Linked DNA regions of Mus musculus: region 2 is linked to region 1. The links are chromatin contacts, called in public promoter capture Hi-C maps. All regions are on one chromosome and are shown on one strand. Each heading gives the region's core, a stretch centred on a gene start, on an enhancer-like site or on the middle of the called end of the contact. The rest is flanking DNA. Distances are from core to core; before and after follow the strand shown.

The links. Promoter capture Hi-C pulls out the DNA fragments that hold promoters and counts their contacts.
Region 2: a contact with region 1 is called in a promoter capture Hi-C map of stem cell-derived epiblast-like cells, with 2.7 times the contacts expected there. The contact joins the promoter of Naip1 here to the promoter of Naip2 in region 1. A contact is called at or near these places in 8 of 39 promoter capture datasets (the 3T3-L1 cell line, cranial neural crest, embryonic stem cells and 4 more), 1 of 115 datasets of contacts at active chromatin or transcription factors (bone marrow-derived macrophages) and 3 of 9 other capture datasets (adipose tissue, liver and pancreatic islet).

The regions. Positions count from the first base shown.
Region 1 is chr13:100,197,569-100,205,275 of GRCm38.p6, forward strand. Naip2 (NLR family, apoptosis inhibitory protein 2) reads right to left here and starts at 4,554. Exons shown (of 16, transcript NM_001126182.2): 1 at 4,459-4,554.
Region 2 is chr13:100,450,145-100,457,851 of GRCm38.p6, forward strand. It overlaps Naip1 (NLR family, apoptosis inhibitory protein 1), which reads right to left and starts at 2,720. Exons shown (of 16, transcript NM_008670.2): 1 at 2,654-2,720.

The DNA of each region.
Region 1 (7,707 bases), core at 3,304-5,803:
GATTTTTTAAGAGTAACCCAAGTAAATGCTAGTAATTTTGCCATTTATGTCAGATTGTGTTTTCTCTCAGTTAACCAGCCCCTTCTAGTGGTTATCTGGTTAATTGTCACTTTCCCTTGAGTTTTAGAAATTTTGAATCATCTGTACAATGAAACAGTGCTTTTCAAATAAATTAAATCAAAGACTTACCAATAGAAAGGATCAAGTAGAAGTAGAATATTAGGTTTATCCTAATATTAGATATTAAAGTATTAGATAAAATGGAAGACCTGGACCATTCAAGGAAATAATATGTAAACTCTTTAAAAGCACATGAAAGGAGCATGCAAGACCTTTGGGACATCATGAAAAAACCAACGTCTTCTAATTATAAGCACAGAAGAAAGGGAAGAATCCAAAGTCAGCAGTCATGCCAGCTAGTGTTATATCAATTTGACACAATATATAGTAATCTGTAAGGAGAGAGTCTCAATTGAGAGACTGCTGCATAAAATCAGGCTGTGGGTCATTTTTTAAATTTATGATTGATAGAGCAAAGGCCAGACTATTGTGGATGGTGCCATCCCTAGGCTGATGATCTAGATTCTGTAAGAAAGCAGGCTGAGCAAGCCATGGAGAAGCAAGCCAATAGGTAGCACTCCTCCATGGCTTCTGAATCAGCTCCTGCCTCCAGGTTCCTGCCTTGTTTGAGTTCCTGTCCCAACTTCCTCCAATGATGGACTATGATGTGGAAGTATAAGGTGAATGTTATTTCCTTCCCAGCTTGGTTTTTGGTCATGGTGTTTCATTGCAACTATAGAAACCCTAACTAAGACACCAATTTAAATTACTATGCTTAACAAAACTATCTTTCATAGTTGAAGGACAAAGAAAAACTCTTCAAGATATAAACAGAGTCAAAGAATTCTTTTTCAGTAAGTCAGCACAACAAAGAAGCAATACTTTGGACTGAAAATAAGCATAGCCAAGAGACTAAAGAAAATAAACAAAATTATAATTACTGAAACACAAAGTAGGACTAAGACCACAAACAACAATGAAATGGCAGCACTCAACACACGCTTTCAATAATAACTTTATATTAATGGTCTCAACTCCTTGATTGGTTAGCATTTTTTGTCACCTTAACAAAAATTAGGTCATGTGGGAAGAATGAGCCTCAACTGAGAAACTGCCTTCATCAGAGACCATTACAGAGAATGACAGCTAGTCAAAATGCAGAGAACACATGGTCTTGGGTGCCCAGGCACAACTGATACATCTACAACATGAGCCTTGCCCCTAAGGCACAGAGAACGTCTCAGGAGAGGGGGCCAGGAGACTTTAAGAGCCAAAGAAACAGGAAGTCTGTTGTGAGTCTATGGCTCCTAAATGACAGGGGAGCATCATTCATGACCCTCAACAAAGTGGCAGCCTAAACAAGTAATGAATGATGACAACACCAATAGACATGCTGACATGGAGGGGATCTCCCAGAGCCCTGCCCTAGACAAAAAGCTAAGGATAACAAAGGAATGTTAAGATCAGAGAAACAGTTTTCCCAGACATCAGCCCCCTGATGTCTAATACCAAGTGTGGACCCTCAAATCATATGCAAACAAGTAACACCAAACAAATACCACCAAATGGACTAGGAAGGCTGTTTTTTAAATATATTTAGGCACACACACACACAATATACACAATTTCAGGGCTGAGCACTTGGTGTTGTATAACCATTATTGTTGTGAAATGGACAAAAGTATCTTAAGCAAAAGGGACCAGGAACCAAGCAGGCATTGCTGTCCTAAAACCTAACAAAGTAGAAGAGATAAAGGAAGATACTTCATTTTAATCAACAATTAACCAAAAAGATATTACACATATGCACAAAATTCTAGCACTTCCAATTTAATAAAAAGTATACTACTGGGTCTCAAAACAGACTAACTCCAACTCAATGATAGTAGATTATTTTAATGCCTCACTTTCTCTAATAGTCAGGTCTTTTGAATAACAACAAAAACAATCCTATCTAACCATATGCAATCAAGCTTAAAATCAACAGCAAATGAATCTCTGGTGATTACAGAAACTCATGGGGACTTAGCAACACATTGTGTGTTACATCTTAGCAACACATTGAGTGATAAATAGGTCAAGAAAAAAATCAAGAATGAAAGAAAATACTGTAATTAAATGAAAATGAAAGGACAACACAATAAAACTTCTTGGACATATTAAGAGAAATTTTAAAAGAAAAATGTATAGCACTAAGGGCCTACATTAAGAAATCATAAAGAGTACAAATAAATGGCTTAATGGTACAAATAAGAAATTTGGAAAAACAAGAGCAAACCAGGCCCAAACCAGAGACAGAAGAAATAATAAGAACTAGAGCATGAGTTAACGAAATAGAAACAAAGAATCACTAAATCTAAGATCTACTTTTTTGAGAAGATGAACAAGATTGACAGTTCTTTGTCTCAATCCACCAAAAGAACAGGAGAAGAGACACAAATTAATAAAATTAGAGATGAACAGAGAAACACTAAAACAGGCATCAAAAAATTCAGAGCATCATAAGTGAATGCTTTGAAAACTTATGCCACAGTAACTTGGAAAATCTAAAGGAAATGGGAAGATTTCTAGATTCAAACTCTCAAAGTTAGGCCAAGAAGAGATCAATAACCCAAAGAAACCCATAATAAATAAGGAGATCAAATAATAATAAAAATCCTTCTGTGTAAACAGAGCCCAGCTCCAGATAGATTCACAGAAGAATTCTACTGTACTTTCAAAGAACTCCAACCATTACTTTCAAATTATTCAAAGCATAGAGACACTTTCAATCCTCTTCGATTGGTATTTCTTTGGCACCAAAACGACATGGAGACACAGCAACACATCTCATGAGCACAGATGCAAACGTTCTCAATAAGATACTCACAAACCAAATAACAGCACATATCAAAGATTTCCTCCGATACAATCAAATTGGCTTTTACCCCAGAGATGCAGGGATGGCTCTACACTTGTATGTTAACAAATGTAATATAAATCACTGACAAACATTGCATAACCATCTATCATGAGAGATGCAAAAAAGGCCTTTGACAAAATTCAACATGGATTTATGATGAAAGTCCTAGAGAGAGAAAGACTGGAGGGAACACACTTCAACGTAATAAAGCCTGTGGATGACAAACTCATAGCCAACATCATCCTTACAGGACAGGGAAGCTGCACCCATGCACCCATGGTAGCTCAACAATATGGCTGGGTAAACAAGACCTGGAGAAGGACACCTGTATGACATGCCAGTGTGGACAGGGAAAATGTCACAGGGCCTCATCTCTGTAAGAAGAAGTGTAGGCTGCTGGGAGGAGAATTATTCTTCATCAGGGACAAGCCCTTAAAGTGTTATCTAATCACAAGTGCTCAGCCCCAAACACATACACATATGAGCAACAGTAGATGGACTCAGTAAGTGTGTGTGTGTGTGTGTGTGTGTGTGTGTGTGTGTGTGTGTGTGTGTGTGAGATAATTAAAGAAAGGCTCTGGAATTTGAGAGGCAGTTTGGTGGGATGGGAGAGGGGTGGGTTGAAATAATGTAAACAGAGTACTCAGATATGAAGTTATCAAATAATGAAATATAACAAAATGAAGAACACCTTCATATAAGCATATGGCCAATCCACCCACTTCAACACTCTCAAAGGAATATCAAATCTGCTTCTAGGTAGAGTTAAATCTTTCACATCATGCTTTATCAACCTCATTCAATTTGGAATTTTCCTAGCTACTACATTTTTGTGAAAGCTGCGGGTCAGGGCCTTGATTTATAGTGTTTGGCAGCCTCTAAGTTGGCACCATTCTGCCTCAGCTTTTTAAGTGTTGGACTATAAGCATGTGCCACCATACCTGGTCAAGTTGAATCTTTTAAGACAAGGCACACTCTTTCATCAGATAATATCCAGGAGGAGTTTCCTTAGTGAAATAGATACCACATATGACTATCCCTAACAAGGTAAAAACAAAAACAAAAACAAAACCCCTCCTTGTCATAAGTATTAAAATGACCAGCATTGGTCGCCTGGAGTTCTATCAATCCTCAAGTCTTTGACTAGTTATATTTACAGTTGTCTCATGATCTCTCTCTCTTTCTCTCTCTCTCTCTCTCCAAACACACACACACACACACACACACACACACACACACACACACACACACACACACACATCGTTTCCTTAGCAATTAAGAGACAAAGGTCATGTTCTTATCTATAGACACAGTTACCCAACGCTAGCTTCCTGCTCCTTCCCTGTAGAGAGGAGCTGGCCCTGCCTTGACAGACTAAGGCTAGGCTTAGTTACTTTCATTTCCCCTCGCACAGCCTGGAGTTACCTTTTCTGTTGCTGGGATAAAATAACCCTGACAAAAGCAGTTCACAGAAAAGAAGGCTTATTCTGGCTTACAGTATGAAGATCTGTATCTCAAGGTGGCACAGAAGGCTTGGCAGGAGCAGGAAGCCAGCTGGTCACAGTGCATCAGCAGCAAGGGGGCAGAGAAAATGAACAGGAAGTGGCACCAGGCTATAGAGTCTCCAGTGGCCCACACCCTCCACCATGCTCCACCTCTTAAAGGATCCAAACTCTTACCCAGCAGTGTCACCAGCTGGAAACCAAATTCTCAAACCATGAGCTGCCTGTGTGGGTATTTCACATTCAGACCACAGTGTAGGCCCAGACACAGTGTCTTCTACTAACATCTGCATCTGAACACCCTCCTTCCACCCTCTCTTTCCTGTCAACTTTTGTTTTTAATTTTCTAAAATTATTTTATTTACCATGTGTCTATGAACAGGGACTGTTTTTGATCTATCTTAGGAACTCACCAGGATCCAATGGGATCTTCACCTCAATGATTTATTCTAATCAGCTTACATAGATCCCACCTCGAAAACAATCAAGTTTCCACTCCTAGAATAGTACAATGGGTATTCCATTTCAACACCTGATCCTTTGATCCTTTATAGAACTCTCAAATCATCGTGAGATGGCTAATCTTGGTTTTCAACCTTACTACACTTTCAATCAAATAGAATTCAAACTCTGGGCATTTCTGAGAGTAGTTTTGTTGATCAGGTTACTTGAAGGAGGAAGACTCATTCTAACAGTAGGGAGTACTCTCTGGTAGCTGCCCAGATAAAAAGACACAGAAGAAGGACATTGGTGTGCCCTCACTATCACTGGGCAAGTTCATCTATCTTGTTGCTGTGGCACTTCTTCATTGGTATTAGAACCATCTCCTGCATGATTAAAAGGTAGACTGAAACCAGCAGCTTTTCAGGAATCCTCTAGGACTCCAGTGCCAAGTTGAGACTGCTGAGACATCCAGTCTTGTAGACTAAACAACTAACTACCAATTCTCAGCCATTCTAACAATGACTGTCACACACATCATAGGACAATATGTCTCACATAGCCATTGTTAGACTATCCAGACTATATCCTGTATGTCAGTCTCATAAATCCCATGTATTTGGTTATATATCCATATCTATCTATCTATCTATCTATCTATCTATCTATCTATCTATCTATCTACTGTCTGTCTGTCTGTCTGTCTATCTATCTATCTTTAAATGTAGACCTACATCTGTATAGCCTATCAGTTCTATTCCTTTAGAGAACTCTGACTAGAACAGAAGGGAGAGCTTGCTGGGAAAAAGGAGTAACAACTATAAAGCCCCTTGAGTAAGACTATATATAAATATTTTTGTTGCAGGGCATAAGTGAATCAGTCTCAAACTGACTAGGAAACATCCTAGCTTTTACAGTGCCAGAAGATGCTATGCAGACTGCAGGAAGTTGTGAGGAGGGCATCAATGATCTTCTCAGTGCTGGTCTCTGCTTGCTATATCACCACTATTCCACTAGGCCAAGGATTTCTTCTTGTGCAATAATGCCATGTCTTCGATGACATAGCAAACCTCATTCTGATTACATTTGAGGGCAGTCTACTGAAGGGAATTTCCTGCCTGGTTTTGTAATCCTTGTCCAAAGTTCATGGCTGGGGAGGTAGGTCATAGACCCTAGAGTAGACCCACTGTAGCACAAATAGAACACACATGCACACACACACACACACACACACACACACACACACACACACACACAGTCACTCACACCAGTTAATCAGTTAATCTTGAAATGCCTTGGATAACACAATGACTGGGCACTCTTAATTTTTTCTCTACTACCCCAGGCCCAGTCAGGGAAGTGGCCAGAGGAAACTCACATTGCTGGTTGGCTTTACGTCCTCCACTACTGTGCCCCCTTCTCCTCCTCCTGATTCTCTCTCCATCCTTCCCTTGCAATTCTGTGTCTTTCCCTGTCATCAGCTATTGGCTACTGGCATCTCTATTGATAGACCAAAATCCAATTAGGAGCAAGGACCTTCAGCCCCAGTAAATACAGATTCCTGATCAAAGAATCAGGACCACCCTTTACACACCACTATTGCTCTTTTGCTGGCTGGCTATGTTGTTTAAGGTCTTTTTAAATATTTCTGTTTATACTTGTAGACCCAGGCTCCTCCAACCTTAGTTAGAGAAACTTCTTTTTGCAGCCAGTAGCAGTTGATGTTGAGATGTGTAACTCATCAATGTGCTGAGAGTAAGTGCATTAGTTGGGGTTCTCTAAGGTAACAGAACTAATAGTTCACACACACACACACACACACACACACACTCACACTCAATTTAGTGGCTTACAGGCTGTTGATCAGTTCATCTAGTTCAACAATAACTGTTCCTTCTCACAAAGGCCAATAATCTGGTTCAGTCTACAAGGCTGGAAGCCTCAGCTGCTCATCAGTCTACACTGGAATCCCCAAGAAGAAAGTTCTAGTACTAGTGAAGGAATGCCTCAGCAACAGGATAGATGGAACTTTTTTTTTCCAGTAAAAGTGAGGGGAAGCAGGATTAAAGCAAAAAACATCCTTCTTTCGTGTCTTTTATGTAGGTTGACACTTGAAGGCATGGCCCTGATTTAGGGTGGTTCTTCCCACTATAAGCAATCCAATCAAGAAAATCCATTACAGTTGTACCCAGCTGTTTGACTTTTATATAATTCCAGATGTAACAAAATTAACAGCCAAGATTAGTCATTATAGTAAGAGATTGAGTGCTGATCCCTAAATGGCATGTCTTTCCTGGTGCCTCCCCCTGTACTACCAAGGCTCAAGAATGTTGTGGAAGAGGGGTTAAAAATGATGTAAGAGAGGGATGATGGGGAGGAGTGCCATGAAGTGAAAACCACCGAATTTGATGTGACTATTGCACTCATGAACTCACACCAGCTGTGGTTAATGGCACAAGATCTACACATAACCAGTTCAGTTAAAATTCTCTCATGGATGAATGTCTTCTCTGGCCCTCATTCCTCACTGAAGAGCTGTAGGCAGTTGATAAATGCAGGAGGAAGGAGAATCATTCTTTTTTTTTTTTCAAAATGTGTAGCCACTGATAGTTTTCCCAAGCTCCAGTTGATGGTCCCATACCCACACTCATATGGACAGCACTAATTGACTTAGTGGGAGGGAGGGAGGGGAGGAGGGAGGGAGATAGATAGATAGATAGATAGATAGATAGATAGATAGATAGATAGATGAAATATGAAGTTAGGCATGTACTATAGAGATTTTGTAGGGTTTTATGAGGA
Region 2 (7,707 bases), core at 1,470-3,969, 250 kb after region 1:
ACCATATATATCATAAAAAGATATATGTCTTTTTAATAAAAAAAGATACTTGAGACTATCAAATAATAAGGAAAACAATATTTTTAAAAAGAACTATCTAGAGAAAAAGATTTCTGGGGGCTGGAAAGATGGGTCAGCAATTAGCACTGACTGCCCATCCAGAGGTCCTGAGTTCAATTCCCAGCCTCACAACCACCTGTATGATGCTGCATGGGTTCCGATGCCTGCTTTTGGTGTGTCTGAAGACAGCTACAATGTACTCACATACATAAAATAAATGAATCTTTTCTTTAAAAAGGAAAGAAAAGAAAAAGATTTCTTCCACATTATATCAGAGAAGCCTGAACTGGCCAGATTGGCTTGACTTTTACTCTCCCACATCCCAGAATATAAACTCTCCAGGCTGGAGACTACAGTCTTAGGGCATATTCGACATGACATAGAAATCATGGTGCCAGGATTTTGAGACAGCTGATCAAATTGTGTCTTCAGTCAGGGAGTAGAGAGCAGTTGGTGGGTACCTAGTTTACTCTGCCTTGTTAAATTTACATATTCTGGACATTTCACAAAACTGGACAGTAATATATAGTCCTCCTAATTAGTGACATTCACTTAACATAATACTTTCATGATACAAACACATAAGATAGCTTGTGTCCATACTTGACACTGCCTTGTTAAATTTATAATTTTGTATATGTATATCATAGTTTATCTGATCATATTTATCAGGCATATGATTTGATTATAATATTGTAGAGTTTATAAATAATAAAAGTGCACATATTAATGTTCAAGTGTAGGAATTTTTTCCTCTAAAATCTCTAAGTGATTTTCACACACACAAATTAACTGCCTTTGCTTCTAATTGGCAAGATTAGTTATGTCAATACATTATGTACCATGGAATAGTCACACCATTAAAGTTTCCTCACTACCTTCAGGCTATTTTATTCAGACCACTACAAATGCCCTGAGATTTGTAGTCCACACTGAACGCCCAAGGCCTTCATCACATCACATTCTTTGCTGATTTATTTCATTTAGAAAGAAAAGAAGTTTCTTAGTACACTTCAAAAACAGCACCAGGCATGGCACTAACAGAAGACCTGCCTACTTGGGTTTTTTGATTCTTTCTTTGATATGGACATTTGAGTCAGGAACTGACCATGTAGTTCTCAATAGTTCTGTCTCCACTTCCTGGTTGCTGGGATAATGGGTGTTTTCCACCATGTGCAACCATAAGAACTGCTTTATAGACACCGTAAGTTCTGCCTTTGTGTCAGCAGAAGGCAAGGCTGTAAGAAATTAGAAATTTGCTCTGTTGCTTTCACAGACTGAGGAGTTGGTGAGACAGACCCTATAACCAGTTACTGGCTTTAGTTACCAAATCATTTGACATTTCAGAGGTAATTCCTTTAATTTCCTCCTTTTTGGAGGCCATTTCTAATCAAAATTACCATCTAGTTTACTAGGCCTGAGATCTTTTCAGTCTCATTGTTCCGTCCTAATGAATGACATTGTTCTTCGGGTCATCATCCAATACAAAAGATCAAGTTAGTCTAAAACAACCTCTTTCTATTCCAACATCTGACTCAGGCTAGAGGTCATCCACTTAGAGAATTTCTGAAAAGTAAATCATTACTTAGACCAAAGGGAACCTTACAAACACCTCACTGTCTGCTATGACCAATCCTCAGGTCCTTGTCTGCATTTTCAGCATCTCAGTTACCCCACAGGAGTATTCGATGCATACCTATAGCTAGAGTGGACCAGATCCTCATTATAACATCTTACACACTCTACCTTGATCTTTTCATCCAGAATGAAATTTGTCTTCTACCCATCTCTCTACAAAAACTGCAGCGTACTGAAGGCTTTCATTTGTTCCATTCATTTTTATTTTGCTTTAGGGACAGGGTCATGCTATAAACCCAAGTTGACCTCAAAGTTGACACCATCCTGCCCAGTCTCCTGAGTGTGGGGATTCTGTGCAAACTGAAGACATTTAAGGTAAAGTACACCTTTTGATTTAAAGACACATCTGGCAGTCAAGTAGGAATGATCACATTTGGGCTGGTGAGATGGCTCAGCGGTTAAGAGCACTGACTGCTCCTCCGGAGGTCATGAGTTCAAATCCCAGCAACCACATGTTGGCTCACAAACACCAATAATGAGAAACAAATTTTAAAAACTCTATGGGCTGGAGCAAGCGGGGCCAAAGCAAGAAGGAGAAGGGAAGTGCAGGATGGGCAGGGGGAAGAAGTGATTGATCACATTTAACAAAACCTAATAATATTTTCAAGACAACTCTTTATCACTTGTGTATAAAGTCCCCAGAAATCAGGCCTCTGAAGCCCAACAGGAACAGGGCTGCTTAAATCTTTCACTAGTTATCTTTAGTGGTCTTGTGATGTCTTCCCCTTAAAGTCGCCTTAAAGATGACGAGACAAAGGTCATGTTCTTAATCAAAACACACAATTACCCAACTGTAGCTTCCTGTTCCACCCCTTTACACAAGGAACTGGCCATGGCTTGGCAGCTTTGATTAGTTACTTCATGTTCTTCAACACAAGCTGCAGTATTCCTTTTGCTGGGCTAAGATACCCTGACAAAAGTAACTTAATAGAAAAAAAGGTTTGTTCAGACTTACAATTTGAAGGGATAAATTCCACCATGGCACGGAAGGTTTGGTAGAAGGATCAGAGTCTACCGGTCACGTTACATTCTCAGTGAAGAAGCAGAGAAAGAAAGAATTGGGCCAGGCTATAAACGCATAAGGCTGTATCCAACTACTCACTCCCTCTGATGAGGCTCCGCCTCTTAAAGGTTCCACAAACTGTTCAAACAGCACTAGTAGCTGGACAAAAATATCCAAACACAAGAGCTACTGTACAATCATTTGACAATAATCAAGAACCAGTATTCTCCAGGAACTTTCTATGTATATCCCACCTCATCGTTATGCTCATCTTTCTTTTATTAAATAAAATGTTTTAGTATGTGTATGCTTGTGGTGAGGTTTACACATGGTAGAATCATGTGGTGTAGATCAGAACTCCCCTCCAACTAGGTAAATCCTTGGGATGGCCATCTCCCCAACTGACTGTTTTGCATAGGATCTCACAGAAGCCCTTTAAGGAAAAACCAAGTATTTGAGGAACTAAGACTCAAATTTCACAGTTGAGGAAGCTACTAGTTAAGGCTCTATATTGTATTAACATGGTTAGTCAGGACCCAAGAAGATAATAAGTCCTAGAAGATGTATTTCATTTTGAACAATTTAGGATTTTAGTTTTTGTGACACTATTCTTGGGGAGACATCTACTCAGCCCTAATAGGGAACCAACCAAAGAATACCACCAAAGTCCTACTTGAGGCCAGGTGTGGTGGTATATACCTTTAATCCCAGCTAGCCAGAGTTATACAGAGAAATCCTATATTAAAAAAAAAAAGATCTGGGGCTGGTGAGATGGTTCAGTGGTTAAGAGTGATTACTAACTGCTCTGATAGAAATTCAATTCCCAGCTTCCATACCAGGCAGCTCACAATTACCTGAAATATACATACATACATACATACATATATATATATCGCTAAATAAATCTAACTTGATTTGATCCAGTGAGTTTTACTAAGGTTACTTTACAGGAAGTTGGGTGAAGAGTTATTTATGGAAGCAGAAATGACTCAAAAGTTGTATCATCCCAGCACAAGAGACAGCTCACCACAGCTAGAAACCCAGAGCATACCATACTACCCATAGGCAGCTCAGGCTGAAAAGTGTACCTTCCAGGTAGTTCTATTGTTCTGAGCCACTTCCAATCAGTTTAGCTCATCTCAGATGGTTTGAGATTGCATCTAGGTAGTTCTCACCACTTTTACATGCATAGGGAGGGAGAGGCATAGAGAATCTAGTCAGTTTCAGGAACTTCCTGAAGCTTTTGAGTTATTTACTTTTTGAATTTAACAGTTCTTCCTGCAGGATGGATGTTTTGCCTCCTTTCAAACACCCTGTATCTTAAGGAGCTTCTCTCCAAGATGAAAGACTTTTGTTGAGAAGCTGGCTGATCTAAGGCTCTCAGAAGCCCTTATGAAAGGACAAAGGGAATTGGCTTCTATATCTTTGCAGATTAGACAAGATTCTGACTGGGAGCAGAGCCACAACCTTGAAATTTTTAAGATTTCAGTTCATGGGAACTTGGCATTTCAGCCTTGATGAGACTGGTATTTCAGTGCCAAGGCTGCTTTGTGGTAGGGTCTGTGTTGCACTTAAAATATCCTGTGGGCTGGAGAGATGGTTCAGCAGTTAAGAGCACTAACTGCTCTTCCAAAGGTCATGAGTTCAAATCCCAGCAACCACATGGTGGCTCACAACCATCAGAAATGAGATCTGATGCCCCCTTCTGGTGCGTCTGAAGACAGCTACATTGTACTGAGGCATAATAAATAATTATATCTTTAAATATATATATATCCTGTGTTCCCTTTGTGAAACATTTCTTCATTACCTTCCTGCTGACTTCATCCCAACTGTATAATTATTTTCTGCTGATTTTGTCCCATTTCACCTATAAACTATATGTAAGATGCTGTGCTTCTTTTGTTTGTTTTTATTTGTCTTGAGACAGGATCTCTGTATAGCCCTGACTTTCCTGAAACTCAAGTAGAACAGACTGTCCGTCCTTAAACTCGAAGATCCAACTGCCTCTGCCTCTCAAGTGCTGGTATTAAAGGGTATGCCACAACATCTGGCCTGATACTGTACTTCTTAATAAGGTTCCATGAGCCTCAGCTTGTGCAAGACCTCCTGATCTTAATCTTTCTTTATTATCTTTCTTTTCTCATCACCTGGTCATTCTTCTTAGGACTCTGTCGCTGAAGAAAGACCCACTAGTCCACGTTAGTTTTAATGTTGGAGGAAAATGCTATGCAAAACCTAGCTTACTCTGTGTTCCTCTGATAAACACCATGACCCAAAGCATGGTGTGGAGTGAAGGGGTTTTATTTCAATTTTCAAGTAACAATCCATTGTCAATGGAAGCAAGTGCAAGAAGTCAAGGCTGGAAACTGGAGGCAGAAATTGAAGCAAAGACCATGGAAGAAGAGTGCTGCTTACAGGCTTGCTCTCATGGCTTGCTAGGCCTGCTTTTGTTACTCAACCCAAGACAACCTGCCGAAGGGTGGAATTACTAGGTCCTCCCGTATCAATCATTAATCTCAGAAATATCCCACAGACTTATCTAAGAGGCTAATCTGATGGAAGCATTTTCTCAGTTGAGTTTCTCTCTTCTAGATAACTCTACCTTGTGTCAACCTGACCAAAAAGCAAAACAAAACAAAACAAAACAAAACAAAAAATACAAGGATATAGTTAATAATTATTTGCTACTAGAAGATTGTCTTTGATAGTGATACCTTCTGGGGTTTTTGTTTGTTTGTTTGTTTGTTTGTTTGTTTTATTAGGGTTTGAAGGTGAGTGTTGTTCATTGGTTTTTTTTTTTGTTTTGTTTTGTTTTGTTTTTACATAGTCTCACATTATCAGCTAGTCTGGCCTTAAAATGATATACCCCAGGTTGGTCCCTACTCACAACTCTGATCAAGTCTCTTAAGTTAAAGAATTACAGGTACTGGCCACCACTCCTGTATCTTTATGGTGCTTTTTAAGAATCGTCCTTTTGGACTGAAGGAGCTGAGGGGGTTTGCAGCCCCAGTGTCAACCTGCCAGACACCCTGGAGCTCCCAGGGACTGGACCAACCAAAGAGTACACATGGAGGGACCCATGGCTCAGGCTGCATATGTGGCAGAGGATGGCCTAGTTGAACATCAATGGGAGGAGTGGCCCTTGGACCTTGCGGGTGTTTGATGCCCCAGTGTAGGGAAATGCCAGGACGGGAAGACAGGAGTGGGTGGGTGAGTGGGAGAGCCCCCTCATAAAGGCAGGGGGGAGGGGGATGGGATAGGGAGTTCCTGAAGGGGAGACCTTCTGAAAGGGGGAAACATTTGAAATGTAAATAAAGAAAATATCCAATTAAAAATCTTCCTTTCATTCTTTTTTTTTAGATTTATTTATTATTATACATAAGTACACTGTAGCTGTCTTCAAACACACCAGAAGAGGGCGTCAGATCTCATCACGGGTGGTTGTGAGCCACCATGTGGTTGCTGGGATTTGAACTCAGGACCTTCAGAAGAGCAGTCAGTGCTCTTACCTGCTGAGCCATCTCGCCAGCCCCCCTTTCATTCTTAATATAAAAATTTCCAACTGTGTCTACATATAGCTCTTTCGATAGCCATTGTATTGGGTACTCATTGGGCCTTTTCAAGTCATACATCAACCCTGGGAAAACATTTTCTATAATTTATTTGATTATTTCTCATATCATTCCTTTGTTACTCTTCTCTTCCTAGTATCCCCATTTTAGGGGAAGAAAATTGATACTTTATCTTTTTTCTCCTCATATATTCTCCATATTGTGCTAATTTCTGAGTTTCTTTATCTTGATTTTGTGTGGAGGTGGGTAGGTTTGCTGCTGGGATTGAACCCAAACCCTATGTGTGCCAGGTAAGTGTTCCACCAGTGAGTCACATCCCCACTATATTATATTCTCTCTCCCTCCCCCTATTTCTCACACTGGCTTTGCATTTGCTATGTACCCAAACAGGCCACAAAATGGCCATCCTCCTCAGATTCTTGAGTAGCTGACATTATAGCGTGCACCATCACATCCAGTTTCTGATATATTATCACATAATATATAATTAGTTTTTGAGACATGGTCTTGAGCTCAGCTCTTTTCTTGAATTTCTGATCCTCCTGCCTCCACCACCCAAGTGATGGCATTTGGTCAAGCATGCATCACCAGTTCTGGCTTGTGATTTTTTTTTTCCCCAAGACAGGGCTTCTCTGTGTAGACCTGGCTGTCCTGGAACTCACTCTGGAGACCAGGCTGGCCTTGAACTCAGAAACTCCTTGTGATAGTATTTTTAAATTTCAGCAATTATAATTGCCCATGGTTTTCTTTTCTGTATATTTTTTTTTCTGGTTTTTCAGACAGAGTTTCTGGCCTGTATCTTCCTTTTTTAAAGTTTATATTTGTGTTCTATTTATTTTTTTGTTTTATTTTTCAAGACAGAGTTTTTCTGTGTAGCCCTGGCAGTCCTAGAACTCACTCTGTATACAAGACCATACAGAAACCCACCTGCTAGCCAGGCGTGGTGGTGCACGCCTTTAATCCCACCACTCGGGAGGCAGAGGCAGGTGGATTTCTGAGTTTGAGGCCAGCCTGGTCTACAGAGTGAGTTCCAGGACAGCCAGGGCTATACAGAGAAACCCTGTCTCGAAAAATCCAAAAAAAAAAAAAAAAAAGAAACCCACCTGCTCTGCCTCTTTTGAATACTAGGATTAAATGAATGTGCCAATACTGATAGTCCAAATTCATGTAAGGCTATTATTGAAGAGTTTGCTATTTCCTCTTAATTTGTTGTTTTAGTTTGCTGGATTACTGCTGTCTCTTCCCCCCCCCCCAATAGTTTGGGAATTGTTTTGCTATGTTGGACATGTTTGATCCTTTCCTAATTTGTTGCTGTTATTCTGTTTCTTTCATGTGCTGTCACAGAAGACTGTCTTTCCTCTTCTTCCCTCTATAGCAGTGGTTCTCAACCAGTGGCTCATAACCCCTATGGTGGCTGAATGACCCTTTCAT